Regions from separate parts of the Mus musculus genome. Here region 2 is linked to region 1. Evidence: chromatin contacts called from public HiChIP or PLAC-seq data. All regions are on one chromosome and are shown on one strand. The core of a region is the stretch at or near the end of the contact, and the rest is flanking DNA. Distances in the headings are between cores, read along the strand shown. Region 1 has its middle 17 kb from the start of Gm38456. Region 2 overlaps Lpp (LIM domain containing preferred translocation partner in lipoma).

Evidence for each region. HiChIP or PLAC-seq counts read pairs in DNA pulled down with a chosen protein or histone mark.
Region 2: an HNF4G HiChIP or PLAC-seq map of pancreatic cancer cells shows a contact between it and region 1. The contact joins two enhancer-like sites. A contact is called at or near these places in 1 of 15 datasets of contacts at CTCF or cohesin (CD8 T cells), 2 of 484 Hi-C or Micro-C datasets (the AML12 cell line and nephron progenitors), 1 of 115 datasets of contacts at active chromatin or transcription factors (pancreatic cancer cells) and 2 of 9 other capture datasets (adipose tissue and liver).

The regions. Positions count from the first base shown.
Region 1 is chr16:24,312,359-24,315,058 of GRCm38.p6, forward strand. No RefSeq gene overlaps it. Among named protein-coding and RNA genes, the nearest start is that of Gm38456, 17 kb to the left of the region's middle. Within about 2 kb of position 1,358, at least 54 of the 459 cell types and tissues checked have an H3K27ac peak or open chromatin away from gene starts, as enhancers often do. A contact at or near this core is called in pancreatic cancer cells, where this site is marked.
Region 2 is chr16:24,433,681-24,436,380 of GRCm38.p6, forward strand. All of the region lies in intron 1 of Lpp (LIM domain containing preferred translocation partner in lipoma), which reads left to right. Among named protein-coding and RNA genes, the nearest start is that of Gm24440, 29 kb to the left of the region's middle. Within about 2 kb of position 1,446, at least 164 of the 459 cell types and tissues checked have an H3K27ac peak or open chromatin away from gene starts, as enhancers often do. A contact at or near this core is called in pancreatic cancer cells, where this site is marked.

The DNA.
Region 1 (2,700 bases), core at 108-2,607:
GGAAATGTAATTGAGGAAAATATGTAATAAAAAATATTAAAAAAAAAACCTCAGAAGCAAAAAAGTCCCAATGCAAAAATAAAGTGATTATAATAGTCTATTTTAAAAGTGAAAAAAAAAAAAAAGACTTGTGACCTGGTAGAGGATTAGTGCCACCTTGCCATTTGCTAACTCTTGTACTTCTGTGATGTGATCTTTGCATTTGTTGGACATCTCAACTAGTTGGATTTGGAGATTTTCTTATTGAGGAACCTACTCTTGAGGGCTCACTCTCCAGCACCAGTCAGTGTGAGGAAAGCAAACTGTTAGAATAGCATCACAATCAAATGGTACAAGAAATAGGAATATACTTAATTAATTAATGTTCATTGACCTCACCAAGAACCATAGGTCAGACAATGGAACCACTAACGTAGATAGTGTGCTAGCCCTTCTCAGGAGCCATAGGGATGGAGCGTTGGCTGATGAGGTCATTCTTTGGCTCTGCACTCTTGGGGTATCACATCACTACTCTGGAACTCTTCCGGAGCACTTCCTCTTTCTCCTTTTGAAATATAGTGTATTTTTTTCATGTTTTGGTTTTTCCTCGCTAGGTTACATGGAGGCACTGCCTAGTCTACTATCTTCCCCGGAAGCCTTCTACATCCATTTTCATAAGACTCCCTTAACAGCCTTTAGAAGCATGATAGACAGAGCTTTATGAGTCCCTGTTCATAAAAATGCCCCCCAGATAAAGTAACTGAGGCTTTTAGACAGGGGACAACCTGGCCCCTAATCCTGATCTCAGTGGAGAGCTAGAACAATCAGAACCTATTCTGCCTCACTGGTGGCCAACATTCTCTTGGCCCATGGTCAGCCCTGATCCACCACTAGCACCAGTGAACGATGAGACACCAGGGCCTTTTTGTGAGTGAATAGGGGGCTGAGCTGTGAAATTATGACCTCATGCCCAGCATTCAGTAAAGCTACTTCTTTTTTTTTTTTTTTTTTTTAGCTACTTCTTTTTGAAACCTCTGCTATTAGTAAAACTGATTGAAGGTGACGCTGTAAAAAAAAAAATACACACCAGTAATTAAATAACAAATAAACACAACAGCTGTCATACACACTAATAGTTCACACATACTGGTTTTACTTCATCCATGGTGCTAAAACAGTGGGCATGAGACCACATGTATGCCTTCACCCTTTTCTGTTGAGCTTGTATTCAAATAGGGAAAATACAGTCTTGCAGACAAATAACTGCTCACATACAACAACAACAGCTGAAGTACAGATAGGTACAAAGTGCTCTGGAAGCCCAGAGGAGGATATGAATAAGCCTCCTTACCTCGTGATCAAGTCTGCTGCCCTCTGGGCTGGGAGCTTCCCAAGGGTAGCAGGGACTGGCATGACTCATCATGATCAAACATAACACAAGGCACATCTGAGATCACCTGCTAACGCTCACTGAATAAACTCTCCGGGAGGGGGCCAGAAAGCACCTGCAGTGCAGCTACCCTGGGCCACATCACTTCATGACCCCCTCCCGGAGAGTTTATTCAGCCAGCATTAGCAGGTGATCTCCGATGTTCCTTGCTTACTGGACTGAGTTAGCAGATCTCCTCAAGTCCACCGTCCTGTGACAAGGACCCCAGCCATCAAGGCTTTAGTTTGAGATCAGAATCAACTGGCCTGGAGGCCTCTCTCACCTGCCACAGTTATCTTGAAAGGCAGAGTGAGATCAAGGCTCTGAGATCCATGGTCACAGCAGGCCAGCTGGCAGGCCAGCTCATCCATCAGGACTCCAGCACCTCACCTTGAACAAGGAAGATAAGAGAATAAAATAACACCTGACACAGCCTTATCATCTGATAATACAACTTCAGTTTTTCCATTAAAGTAACTGAGAGCCTTAGTCCTGCACTTCGTCTGATAAAGAGATCACAGGAAACAAAGCTATTAATTTTTATCTCTGCTCTGCAATAGCAGATTTGAGTGAATTCAATATATCCAACGGGGGAAGTACTTTTTCTAACACTACAACTCGATTAACTTGGGTTTTTTTTCCTGCTTGCTTGTATTTTTCATAATTTTTTTTTTTTGCTCAAAATCTCTAATTGCAGATGTATTAAATGCAGTGGATCTGATGTATTAAATGCAGTGGATCTGACTGTGCTATCACCAGCACACACACACACACACACACACACACACACACACACACATATAATATTTCTGTTCTCCATGCTCTAACCCTGTACTGGTGTACTGGGGAGTGTTATATGGTACAATATAAGGAACTTGAAAGGTTACTTACTTCAGTAATTAACTGAATTAACACTAATCAGAGCTCAGTAGTTCCACCTTTACAATGAGGAGCCGGACTGGTGTTCAATATAATCACACAGCCTCTATGCCTTAGGACCCCGGGACTGAGTAGGTCAATGAGTAGGTCAGGTGAGATAAGAAGGAAAGTCTCTCACAGGAACTGAAAGATAGCAATAGAATCAAACAACCCTGGAGCCTTAGGGTCTGAATGCTGGCCTTTCCTGCCAGACGAGAGGTATAGAAGACCACGTGAATCTATGACTCCTAGGGCCCCGAAATCCCACACACCATGGCCCCGAACCAACTTCCATGCCATAGATTATCTCCTCCCTGGCTGCCCATACCTAGAACAGATCACAGCTCTATGACATGCCTAGGACATATATGCCT
Region 2 (2,700 bases), core at 196-2,695, 120 kb after region 1:
TGCTAGCGGAACACAAGGGGTGGGGGGAGGGGTGGGGGCATGGGATGCAGGATGCCCTGTCTTCAGCTTGTATTGTCAGCTATGGTGGCAGCCACTCCACAACCCTCCCTTCCTGTCGTCCTTTAGGGCCCCTCCCGAGCTCAGCCTTTCTCTTAGCATTCTCAGCTGGCCTTCTTTCCTGGTCCTGCCCTTTTTGATTGTGTTCTCTGTTCCTCACGAGTGGAATTATAGACTCAGGAACATGTTCTGGCCTACCTCTATTTTTCAAAGTCTCTAATTTCTTCACCCAGAGTAAAATTCCAAATGTTTTGCATCTATTAAAGGGGAGAGTCAGCAGGTGGTAGCCGTGTCTTCAGGCATGTACCTGGATTCTCTGTCACCTTCTATGGCTTGACACTTGCATTTTCTCCTCTGAAACATTGCCCCCGTCGCCTGCTCATTCCCTTTGGGACTACGGTCCCCTGTGACCTTTGACCTTACTTATCTCTGCTTCCTCCTTTTTGGGCCTCTGTTGAACTTCACTGCTTTTCCTGGAGGGGAAGGGACATTCTTCTCATTTCTGTATCTTTAGTCATTTGTGCCTGACTAAGTGCTCTAGAGTAAGGGGTGCGGGTGTGGTGGGGTGGAATTTACTCAGGTAGCAGTGTGAATGGGGAGGGTCCTAGAAGAGGTGGTCCTTGCTCGGCTGGGGTGACAGGGTGCAGAGGAGATTCTAGCGGTCTTCTAGTCTACTGTGCTGTGTGCTGTAGGGTACAGAGGTACTGCAGAGGCCTGTCTTTCTGTCAACACTGTCCTTTTTGTAGAAAGCTAAGGATAGTCACCTCAGGGGTCTATTTGGGCAAGTGCCCGCTCTTTGCCTGTGAGCTGGGTTATACAACTCAGGAAGCTTTCTCAGCACACAGCTGGCATTGCAAGCAGCCTTCTCAGTCCTTGCTGTGAGCTGCCTCGGAGGGAAGAAAGCCGAAATGGCTGCTTGCATTTGTCTTTAGTTCTCCTGTGGAGTTGCGCTTTTGGATAGCAGCGAGGTGAACTCAGCAGCCAGAGACAGGAAAGAGCCTAGTGAGTCATTGCAGTCCCTAATGAGGTGCATGAGGGACCCCTTCCTGAGAGTGAGGGTCAGGTGAGGTCGTGCTTTGCCTGGGGTGAGTTTTGCCTTGGGGCTCCGGTTGGCACTGGAACAGAGCTGAGCTAATTTTACCCACAGGAGCTGACTGTGCTGAAAAGCAGGGTTTCTGACATTGGCCTTATCATCTTGCTATGCCCAGAGGTACAGCCCTGGTGTGTCTGGACTGCTTTCCCCTGTTCAAGTGAGATACATTTCCCATTAAATGTGCTTGTGGGGGAGCATGGGAAGTGCATTGGCTTCGGTACAATGCTGGAGAGATGGGCTGGGATCCTGACTCTTTACCTTGTACACCAGGCACCAGGGTTTACAGTTGAATGAGTCTCGGATTGCTCATGCACCGACATACTTGGTGACATGACTAAGTGGTGGCTACTTCGTTTGTATTGGTTCTGTGAGGAAAGTGTCATTTCTGTCCCTGTTCTGCATATAAAGAGACATTCACAGAGAGCTCAGGCCACCAGCGAGACCTGACAGAGCTGGGAATTGAATCTGTGCCAGAGATTCCAGGGTGTACACTCCTAGCCACTGGAGCTTGCAGTCTTGATGCGCTAGGTAGGAGTTTTTGCTTATTTTTTAGCCAGGATTGAGTGTTTCTGACCTGCGTGTCATGTCTGAGGCCTTGAGCTCCATGCTGAGCAGGCAGGCAGTGGAGCTGTGTTGGGGATGAGGTCACACTAGCAAGGAGGAAGTGCTGGGTAGTCAATAGCTGCAGAGATGGCTGCAGTTTCTGGGTAGCTCTCAGTTCATCCTCACAAGCCCTTCAGCAGTTAGCCTTCCTAATCATGCTCAGCCAGCCCTCTTACAGATGAGAGCACAGAGGCCCGCAGAGGCCATAGTCCTCAGTGGACTCACTAGGCAGATGTAGAGTTGAGCAAGGCTCTTGGTCTGTGTCTGTTTATCTTCAATTCCCCCATTAACTCTGCTGTGTCCCCTAGTTGTAGTAACAGATAGAACCTGTACCTTGTTTCCAACCACGCAGTGGAGCCATTTCCATACAAGATCGTCTATGGACTTCATCAGTGTAGGAAGAAATGGTCTGAGCAGGGATGGGTGAAGCTGAAAGAATAGTCAGGGCTGCAAACTTAGGGCATATAACAATCACATATGCTCATGAGTTTTCTGGGTCAAGAATTTAGGCAGGACAAAGAAGGAGGAAGAAATCTGCCTACATGGCCAGAGCTTTTGTTTTACAAGGCCTGTGGTCTTGGCTGGAGGAATTAAAGGTTGGGCACTAGAGACACGCAATGCTGACAGTCACAGGTCAGGATGGCTGGATATGTTCTCCAGGATAGATTTTCTTCGCAGCATGCACTTAGTTTGATGGCCTTAAAAGGAAGGTTGAAGGAAGGAGGAAAGGGACAGGGATATGGGAGGGAGGGAGGGAAGAAGGGAGGGAGAGGCAAATAGAGGGAAGGAAGGAGGGAGGGTGAATCCTGACCAACATGCTGTTGTTAGCCAGTAGTTGTTAGTCAGAGGCTGTGTTTCTCTTCTCCATCGGTTGGAGCAGACTCAAACTCACCCATGTTTCAGGGGAGGGGACTTCAACTCTTGCTGCAGTGGCAAAACTCTGTAAG